2 separate regions of the Mus musculus genome follow, and region 2 is linked to region 1. Evidence: chromatin contacts called from public Hi-C data. All regions are on one chromosome and are shown on one strand. Each heading gives the region's core, a stretch centred on a gene start, on an enhancer-like site or on the middle of the called end of the contact. The rest is flanking DNA. Distances are from core to core; before and after follow the strand shown. Region 1 overlaps Camk2g (calcium/calmodulin-dependent protein kinase II gamma). Region 2 overlaps Adk (adenosine kinase).

Evidence for each region. A called contact is a pair of places that touch in the nucleus more often than the background predicts.
Region 2: a Hi-C map of uterus shows a contact between it and region 1, with 2.5 times the contacts expected there. The contact joins two enhancer-like sites. A contact is called at or near these places in 5 of 484 Hi-C or Micro-C datasets (the G1E-ER4 cell line, cortical neurons, myocytes and 1 more) and 1 of 115 datasets of contacts at active chromatin or transcription factors (T-cell acute lymphoblastic leukemia).

The regions. Positions count from the first base shown.
Region 1 is chr14:20,763,152-20,768,442 of GRCm38.p6, reverse strand. Camk2g (calcium/calmodulin-dependent protein kinase II gamma) reads left to right here. Exons shown (of 21, transcript NM_001360186.1): 6 at 2,218-2,290; 7 at 2,429-2,531; 8 at 2,964-3,047; 9 at 3,488-3,582; 10 at 4,175-4,297. Among named protein-coding and RNA genes, the nearest start is that of Camk2g, 28 kb to the left of the region's middle. Within about 2 kb of position 2,697, at least 132 of the 459 cell types and tissues checked have an H3K27ac peak or open chromatin away from gene starts, as enhancers often do. A contact at or near this core is called in uterus, where this site is marked.
Region 2 is chr14:21,099,623-21,104,766 of GRCm38.p6, reverse strand. It overlaps Adk (adenosine kinase), which reads right to left. Exons shown (of 11, transcript NM_134079.4): 3 at 894-947. Among named protein-coding and RNA genes, the nearest start is that of Adk, 50 kb to the right of the region's middle. Within about 2 kb of position 3,041, at least 84 of the 459 cell types and tissues checked have an H3K27ac peak or open chromatin away from gene starts, as enhancers often do. A contact at or near this core is called in uterus, where this site is marked.

The sequences.
Region 1 (5,291 bases), core at 1,448-3,947:
AGGCTCCGTAGGCTGGCACACCTGGATCTTCTGCAGGTCTGCCCTGCACACCTGGTGGAGGCTGCTGACTGGGCACGTACCCACGTACCAGTGTTCTTCAGCCTCAGTTGGCACAGATAATTTTTTTGTTACAAAGGTCTCTCCTATGTACGAAGAGAACTTAGACGCATATCAGTCAGCAGAGTCCCCCCGTTCCAAGTTGTGCCAACCACAGTTATTTCCAGACATTGCCAGATGTCTCGTGAAGGGCACACTCACCCTCCGAGTGAGTGGAAACTGCTCTGGAGTACTCACACCTGCCACCAGGAGTCTACCTATAGGACTAGCAGGAGCGTTTGCAAGGTGAACAGTCTGCTTTCATAAACAGGACCAACATGTGGTTCTGAGCTAGGTTGGCTTTTTTCTGTACAAAAGCATCAGAAACGCTATGTAGACATCCTATTTAAGGGCCCTCTTAAACATAATCTTTCTGGAAGGAATCTATGGGCTTCTCTTACCTCCCTACTAGTTGAGAAACTTTAGAGCAGTTAATATCTTAGGTAGTACAAGAAAGAAAACACTGTTAAGAGTCACACAGTAAATGTTTGAACAAGTGAAGGCTGTGCCCACCAGCTGTCTTCCCAAGATACGGCATAAGCCCCTCCTCTATGAAAAAGTGCGCTGGGCGGTGGTGGTGCACACCTTTAATCTCAGCACTCGGGAGGCAGAGGCAGGTGGATTTCTGCGTTCGAGGCCAGCCTGGTCTACAGAGTGAGTTCCAAGACAGCCAGGCCTACACAGAGAAACCCTGTCTCGAAAAAAAAAACCAAAAAACAAAACAAAACAAAAAATGTCTGCTTCTGAGGAAAGAGGAGGAAAGGGTTAGAGGTTCTCGCCTTCCTTAGGAATATTCAGCATCTTTCCATTCCTAGAAAACAAATTCCAGTCCTTGCCTTAAGGCTTTGTCACCCTAGAAAGCCCACATAACTTTACCTCATTTTCCATCCCTGTGGAGAGTCTTGATGAGGAGGGAAGAGAGCTCTTAGCTGAGTGTCACACATCTATAATCCCAGTGGTCCTGAAGCTGAGGCAGGAGGATCATGAATTCAAGGCCAGCCTGGGTCACAAAAGGTTACAGGCCAGCTTATGCTACATAGCAGGAAGACTTCAAAACAGGAAAAGGAAAGGAAGGAAGGGAGGAAGGAAGGAAGAAAAAGGAACCTTTATATACTGTTGGTATTGTAATTAGTATAGCCATTTTTGGAAAACAGTATGGATGTTTCTCAGAAAAACTAAAAATAGAAGTACCATATGATCCAGCAATCCCACTACTGGGTAAATACCCAATGAAATTAAAATCAGGATGTTAAATGTCTGTACACCCACGTTCATTGCAGCATTATTCACAATAACCAAGATATGGAAACAACCTGAATGTCCATTAGCAGATGAATGGATTAAAAAAAGAGTAGTGTATACTACTGAGCCTTAAAAAGGCCGGGAAATTCTATCACTTATGACAGGATAGGTGAGCCTGGATGACGTTATGTTCAGTGAGACAAGCCAGGCACAGGAAGACAAATACCACATGATCTTACTTACATGTGGAATCTAAAAAGGATGCCCTCGTGAGGGAAAGAGGAATAGTGGTTAGCAGAAGCCAGAGTAGGTGGGTGTAGGTGAGGAAAGAGAGGTGGTGGTCAGATAGGGGGATGGATTCCTGCATTGTAGTTAAGCACAGCAGGTGATTCGAGTTAGTAATGTTGGTGGTTTGGTTTGGTTTGGTTTGGTTTGGTTTGGTTTGGTTTAGCTTTTTCAAGACCAGGTTTCTTTATGTAGCCCTGGCTGTTCTGGAACTCACTCTGTAAACCAGGCTGGCCTCGAACTCAGAAATCCGCCTGCCTTTGTCTCCTGAGTGCTGGGATTAAAGGTGTGCGCCACCTACACCTGGCAAGGTTTTAAAACGTACAAAAAAAAAAAAGGATTTTTAATGTTCTCACTAGAAAGAATAAGCATTTGAGGTGAGGTATATGGTGATGTGCTTGTAGCAGAATCTCCCATTGTCCCTCAGAAGTCAGTAGTTATTTTTCAATTAAAAAATAAAAGCAAAATAGGTTGAGCTAGATAACATTTAAAGCCCAGGGTTCTAGCTTGTATTTCGGTGAGTGTAGTCCGCACAGGCAGTCGTCGGTGAGGTGGTTTAGCCCTGCACTGACATCGCTTGTGCTGTCCTTTCAGCCACTGTATACATCAGATCCTGGAGAGTGTTAACCACATCCACCAGCATGACATCGTCCACCGGGATCTGAAGGTACTCAACCGGGCTGACTACTTGTGACTCGTTGGCGCCCCCTGGTGCTAGATAGTGGCGCTGTGAGCCCAAAGTAGGCTCCCTTTGGGCTCCAGGGTGGATGCCTCCCTCATAAGGTTCTCTTTGTTCCTTCTGCAGCCTGAGAACTTGCTGCTGGCGAGTAAATGCAAGGGTGCTGCGGTCAAGCTAGCTGATTTTGGCCTGGCCATCGAAGTACAGGGAGAGCAGCAGGCTTGGTTTGGTAAGGGTGACCCTGTCTTCCGAGAATGCAGCCTCCACCCTTCCTCCTTTTCCTGGTCTGCCTTCCTCTTTCAGAACTAGAAGTCAGGCCTTTAATGGTCCTGGCCTTTTCAGAAAGTGGAGGAGGGTGCCCCCCCAGGTCCCTCCTCGCCCTCATGACTCATTACAGTGGGTCTGGCTGCTGTCAGCACTGCATTCTTATTGCCTCTGGGGAGGTGTTTGAGTTCCTGGTAGGCACAAGTACTTGCCCTCTGATTTAGATTCCAGGCACTGCACGTAGCCCAGCCTGTCATCTTTTGCGGCCTCGGTACTGAGTCAAAGCTTATATAGTAAAAGCAACCAGCATTAGGAGGGCTTTGGAGGGAATTACAGATGTGGCCTTACTGGGAGAGAAAGCGGGTTCAGTTTGGCTCTGCCCTCTCTTCTGCTACAGGTTTTGCCGGCACCCCAGGTTACTTGTCCCCTGAGGTCTTGAGGAAAGATCCCTATGGAAAACCTGTGGACATCTGGGCCTGCGGTAAGCCCATTCCATACCCTCGGCTCTTTGGTGTTCTGGGCCCTTGGCTTCCTGTGATGACAAGAAAAAGAGGCATTACACCCATCCCTTCTGGGTTCCACGGTGCCTGCTGTATGTGAAATCATGGTGTTGTTTGTTCTCCTTCCCTTGGGAGAGCTGTTCCTGTCATGCTTACTTCCCAAGTGACTTCCTGTATTATATTGTATCCTTCTTGGAGAAGGGCTCGTCCACACCTTAGAGGATAGACTAAAGAAGTCTCTGACATGGCTTGGTGCCGTAAGGAGTGAGGCACAACAGGAGGGATGGCATTATCTACTGGCGTCCACCTTTAACTCTGGCCCAGCCTTGCCCTTCTGGGTGGTTCTGAGCCCTGCATGGCCTTTCTTGGTTCCTCAGGGGTAGGTGAGTGACCCCAGTGACCTGTGTGTTCTGTCTCGCAGGGGTCATCCTGTATATCCTCCTGGTGGGCTACCCTCCCTTCTGGGATGAGGATCAGCACAAGCTGTATCAGCAGATCAAAGCTGGAGCCTACGATGTAAGGATGGGGTTCTGAGAGCTGAGCAGTCACTCCTGGAAGGACAGAGTCCCTGCCCCTAAGGGTCTGTCCAAGGGAGTAGTGATATTGTCACTTGATAACAGGGCATCAGGGGACTTTGAGGACCCAAGGATGGGCATACAGGACTCAATTCTTGCCACCTTATATACAGGGAACAGGTTTTGTTTTTTTTTTTTAAATGCTCCTGTTAGCTATAAAATTAAGGAACTCAATGAAGCTCTTTGGTCTGTTTCCACAAAGAATGGGGAAACTACGTGGCATGTTATATTACAGAGGGAGAATTTTAGAGGCTTCTCCACTGTTTTGGAACCTTGGGCACATTGCAAAACCTGTTTTCTCCTTAGTAAAAAGAGAAAGGTGAAGCAGAAAATGTCAGTTCCCTTCCTTCACCGACATGATACATGGACACCCTTACACTTATCATTCTGTCTTCTTTGAGTTGGCACAGCATACCCACTCTTGGGTACCACAAAGTATCTCAGTTGTAAGAGCTGGAATGAAGTCGGGTTACATTTCAGGGTAGAAGGCTCACAAATTTCCTGTCTCCCTTTTCCCTGTTCCCGCTCCTCAGTTCCCATCACCAGAATGGGACACAGTCACTCCTGAAGCTAAGAACTTGATCAACCAGATGCTGACCATAAACCCTGCAAAGCGCATCACGGCCGACCAGGCTCTCAAGCACCCATGGGTCTGTGTAAGTGTCTTTTCCCAGGCCTTGGAGATTGGGTGTGGCAGCCCTGGGGCACTCCTTGAACTTCTCTAAGGAGGATTCAGGAGGAGGGCTGGGGAGGTGTGAGTGGAGGCCAGGGTCAGGAAATGTCATCAGGGGGACTTGGGAGTTAAAAAGTGCTCATAGGTCTTCACTTGTCTCTCGCGCTTGTTGTGAGGCTGTGGTTTGGGTCTGTTGCTGGATTGGAAGAGGTAGTTAATGGTGGAAAACAGCTGATACCCCAGTGTGGAGTCCCAAGCTTGGGGTATATGTGGGCCTCAACTCTGACAAGGACCCAGTGAATGAACAAAGGCGGGAGGCTCTTGAAGCTCAGCATGAGGCCGGCTCTCAGCTGAGTGCTGAGGAGCCCCTCCTAGGCCCTCAGTGCAGGCTGATACACTGTTTCCATCCGTGGTTCTATCAAGCTGAAACAGCTAACCCAGACAAAGGAAAGGGCTGGTATAGTATAGCATCTTGAACAATGATAAGTTTTTCATTTCCCATGCTTATTGAATGTCCTTTTGTGCTGGTCACCAGACAGTTCCTGAAGATGAACAGGACCATGGTCTTTGCCCCAAAGATTTGGGAAAACAGGCATTCAAACCAGCAACCATGCCTGTAATCTGACAAACACACATCCAGGAGTGTCTGCTGCCCTTGATAGGGTCACAGAAGGTTTTGTGGAGAAGACGATCTATCCAGGTGTTACTCTATAGACAGAGGTTAATATGGAGAGAGTGAGAGGTCACAGGAGAACGTCACCTGCAAGGAATGTTAGTAGTTGCTTTACCATGACCAGGATTGCAAAAGAATGAGGGGGAAAAAAATTGCATGACACAGTGGTGCACACCTTTAATCCCAGCACTTAGGAGGCAGATCTCTGAGTTTGATGCCAGCCTAGTCTACAGAGCAAGTTTCAGGAATGCCAAGGCTATTCAGAGAAACCCTGTCTCAAAAAACCAACCCCCTTACTCCCCAC
Region 2 (5,144 bases), core at 1,792-4,291, 340 kb before region 1:
CCTATCATTTGTAACTAAAACACTGACAGTCCTTGTCAGATGGCAATCGTTTAATTACTACCTTCCACAAGAAAAATGTCAAAGATGTTCCAGCATTCTGTAAGTATTTCACAAAAGTAAAAAGATAGAACTCTAAAAGAAGTACATTAAAAAATTCAAAAGCATTCATATTTCAAGCTTCATGTTTGAAGTATTTTATTTTATACTAAACAATAGGTAGGTATTTGCTTTTGTATAAAGCTATATAAGACAGGAAACCATGTTTCTTCACCTTTAGCAAGTGCTAGAAAAAGCACCTGAATAAACTACAAATTTAATCATGAATCTCATGTTTATACCAGAGGGGCAAAAAAAAAAAAAAAAAAATGAAATGATGTGTTTCCAAACATACATCTTAATCTGGAAAATCAAATACAATGGGACATGTTTCAGTGGGTATCACAGACAATTACCCCTGGGGTTTACTTGATATAGCACAAACTATATAGTGCAAATTATCCTAATCCCACTATGATTACAGCCATAGTGTTACATATATATTAATTATATATAAATAAGATGCATATGATTTATATATATATGATATGTATAAAAATGATATATACAATTTTTACTTCAAGTGACTTGAACAACATCTGCTTCGAAGAGTGAAGTGTGTACAAGAAAAGGCTAAGCTGGGCATGGTGGCGCACGCCTTTAATCCCAGCACTCGGGAGACAGAGGCAGGCGGATTTCTGAGTTGGAGGCTAGCCTGGTCTACAGAATGAGTTCCAGGACAGCCAGGGCTACACAGAGAAACCCTGTCTCGAAACACCAAAAAAAAAAAAAAAAAAAGAAGAAGAAGAAGAAGAAGAAGAAAAAGAAGAAGAAGAAGAAAAGGCTAATTAACTTACAGTTCCTTGTGCTTGTCTTCAGCCAAGATCTGGTCATTTGGTTTCAGAGAATACCTGCAACACATTAAGAACACACTGGTCAGATAAACATGCAAACATACTTGCCTTAATTAGACATTTGATTATAGGTTCTCCAATCAAATTGAAGTGCACAGCCTGCTGAGTTCTTTCAAATGAGCACTTACAACACTGTTACACGTCTCTGACTTAATCGACAAAGCACCACCAACTTTGCCAGGTAGGGAAGAAACCAGACAATGTCATTAAAATGAGTATTCTGGAATAAATATTTATTCATAGCTGCTTATAAAAATGTATCGAGAAAAACCGTTTGACACAGTCATGCTGAAATTAAGTGTCGACTGTTCCCCAACACTTTGTTAAATACTCAGGTAAACACGATGCCTCTGAGAAAAAGACCCACAATGAGTGTAGTAATCTCACTACTTAATAAGCCCTTCTCACATGTGATACTTTCCTCATTGCTATGGCAAAAATACCTGTCCAGAACAACTTAAGGAAGGGTTTACTTTGGCCCATGATGTGAGGAAGTTCATCGTGTTGAGGATAGCATGGCACAGGAGTGTGAGGCTGCTAGTAACATTGCATCCACAGACAGGACACAGGGTGACACATGCTTATGCTCAGACAACTCCCTCCTTTTTATGTGGTACAGGTCCTCAAACCATAGGATGCTTCCCACCACATTCAGGTTGGGACATCTCACTCAATTCTCTCATGACCCAGATGACTAGAAGTGAGCCCACCTAACTGCACGAAGCCCTAGGTTTGATGCCCAGCACTGGAGGTTAGGGGAGGTGGGAAGCAAGAGCCTTAAGTAGCTTTTCAAAGTATATCTCCCAGAATTTCCTGTCTCTGATATCTGTAGTCAGCTAGCCTGGTGGCTTCTCAGTTTTGCTTTCAGTACTACCCAAGAGCTTAATCAAATAATCTGCTGACATGCAACTGTTGATGACAGTGTTCAAATAACTGGCACTGCTGAAAATTCTCTCTCAATCCAACAAGCAATGGGGACACGCTGGTCAGGTAGCACAATTAACTGTACTGGGAAAGACGTAAAGTCTTGTGAACACTTGTAATCTTAGCAGTAAGGAGGCAGAAGCAGGTCTACGTGTGCAAAGTTAGCAAGATGCTGTCTTTTGTAAGTTTGAGGAGAAAAGTTAGGCTTGGACACTTGGCCAGATACTCAACCCCTGGTACCGCATATACACACAGCAAAGCAGAACACTACCTCAGTGAAGCAATGAATATTATTTATCCACAAGAGTAAGCCAGTTGAACAAAAGCTTTAGAAACAGTTTCCTCATCTCATGTAAAAGCTGTGTTTCTGATCACCATATTTCTTTTATTTAATTATTCACAATCTAATGCATTTGTGTGCTTTACTGTGTGTGGAACAGAATCTAATGATAGAGAAGCTTCAGAATTAGATTTACATATAGATTTTTACTGCAGAAACATAGGGTGATCAATATTCATGAAATATGTTAATATGCAGAATGAACTACACAAGGATAAAAGTACACAGGATTTAAAAGCAAAAGGAACACAAAGCTTTAACAAGGAAAAGAGGCTGGCGCTTCTGGATTTTTGTAGATTGTTATATAGATTCACCATAATTAGGATTCACAAAAAAAGTGATTCATTAGTTTTATTCAGTTACAAAGATCAAAATATTAATGTGTGTGAGAGCATCTGTTTATCAATTCATGTTTATGGACTATAAACATCTAAAAGTCTGAAGTAGCTGTGTGGGACATTCACAAAGTACAAGACACATCATACAAAAGGTTTTTAGTCAGTGCCTCTTTCCTTCTGTGCTAAGAGAGAAACTTTCTTGTCTCTTAGGCCTCACAATTCAGCAAGCAAAAAAGGAAGATGAAGTTATATGATGTATAACATTGGCAGTGGCATGAAAGGAAATACTGTTTCCTCTTTATATGATGAGGAAAAAAAGCAGTTTTTATCTGTTCCTCTACTGTCGTGGCCCCTTCTCATCTCGCCTCATGACTTTCCTCATAAACAACATTATCTTCTAAGCCGTCAAAGTAAGAACTTGAAAAGAACCAAAGGGGACCGGAAGAAAGGACCCACACTGGACAAGCAGCAGGCAGAAAGTCGCCTGTTTTGATCAAACTGCTAAGTGAGGCTCAGCCTGCTGAGTCGCCCTGGTCCTCACCACTGAGTGGGAAACACCAAGGGAATGTGCTCTTGGCAGAGGTTAGCCAAAGCTTTGCAGCAGTCTCTCTGCTGTGTTCCCTTCTCTGGCCTGACGCCTACCAGTTTTCTAGCTGATCTGAAAACTTTCTCCATCCTCATCTTGCCTGATTTTATCTTTCTTCTACAACTTGACAATTCACGATGCTTCCTAGGAGACTGTCTGATAATGTATTCTGTCTGTAGTTTACATAAAACAAAAGAGAGAGAGAGAGAGAGAGAGAGAGAAAGAGAGAGAGAGAGAGAAAGAGAGAGAGAGAGAGAGAGAGAGAAAGAGAGAGAGGTTGATTGACTGACTAGAAACGGAGGAAGGGCAAAAGTATTAACCATTATAACAATTTGCAGACAGCTGCTCAGCCAACATTCAGGAGGCTTATAAAGAAACAGAGCAAGAGTGAATCACACAGCTAAGATGAAAACATCAGCCAAAAGTTACAGGATTTATGAAGTAGTGTTTTAGCTTCTCGTCAGCAAAGCAGATATGAAATAAAATTAGAGAATCTGAAAGAACAGAGTTCAACTAGATTTTAAGCCTGAATATATAAAGCCTGTAGTGTTCTATTCTTCAGGATCTTTCAGAATGTGTCACTGCTGGGCTCTTGGCCACATCTACAAACTGGCCCGTTACACTTCCCATTGCTTTTCTATCAATGGTTTGTTCTGGCTTCTCTTCCCACCACTCCACTGTGATCTACCTAGCTGGGGTCACCAGTGGTATTCTACTGTCAAGTAAAATGAACTCTGTTAAGGCTTATTTCACTATGTTTCTAGTGCGTCTGGTATAAATAACAAGCTCTTGTCATAAACTCATATATCCCTTGGGTTTGCATGACTATCTCCTGCTAATAAGCTCAGTATTTCTCCTTCCTTAGCCTCCTTCCATAACTACTTTTGGTGAGCATTTTTAGAAGACATTTATTTAAATTTTTGAAGGTAGATCTGAGAAACAAAACTATGACAGAGCTCTTCACAGGGCAATTTATAAATAAAATACCAATAGCGGCATGGGTGTCTCTGCAGCAAAAGCATCCCAAGTATCCCCACAACAACAGTAAAGTCACAGCAGTGAGCAATAACCCACATTCATAAGTAAGGAGGTCAAAAGCACCTATCGGTAAGGTTAATAATTGTATAGACTAGGCTATTGTGACTTTAGTGAGTTGAAGTACTAGTACTATGAAAGACAATCTGAGACTCTGATGGCATTTATCAAAATCTCCATGGGATAGGAGGGTAGAGTAGACTCAAGATGGCTCAGCAGGTTCAGTCACTTGTCACCAAGCCTGTGAATAGGAGCCCACATGGCAAACAGAAAGAATCAACACCTGATACAGCTTTCTCCTTCTCCATCCATTCCCCACCCCAACCCCTTTCTCTCTCTCTCTCTCTCTCTCTCTCTCTCTCTCTCTCTCTCTCTCTCTCTCTCTCCCACCCCCCCTCTCTCTCACACACACACAATCCATGAGCTAGGCATGGTGGCACATACCTGTAATCTCAGCACTCTGAAAGCTGAGGCAGGAGGATCACTAATTAAAGCCAGCCTGGACAATTTAATGAGTCCTAGTCTCAACCACAACATCATCTTTATGTGTTACTACTTCATGTACAACAACCCAAAGAACTGAGATCTGGAAAAATGCTATGTCGTACAAACAAGCCATCTCTCTCCCCCTTCCCTGAGGACGGCCAGTGGTTTTACACACCTGCACATGCTTAGATGTAAGGTGAATGCTGTAACATGACACTTCTGGAGCAAATAACAAACTACAAATCTCTAAAGTTCCTTTGTAACTTAATCCCAGTGCTGGAAACGATATGAAGATGAATGCACTGAACGCTGCATTTAAGAAAAATAATGCTAACAATTTACACTAGTGGACAACAGTTCTGTAGCCACACTGAGCCAGCGCCTGCCTGGTCCTGCTCAGCCTTCTCTCCATCTCTGGATAATGGACCAAATCCATATTCCTACATTCCCTACAAGAGAATGTGCTCCAGGCCATCAGCAAGACA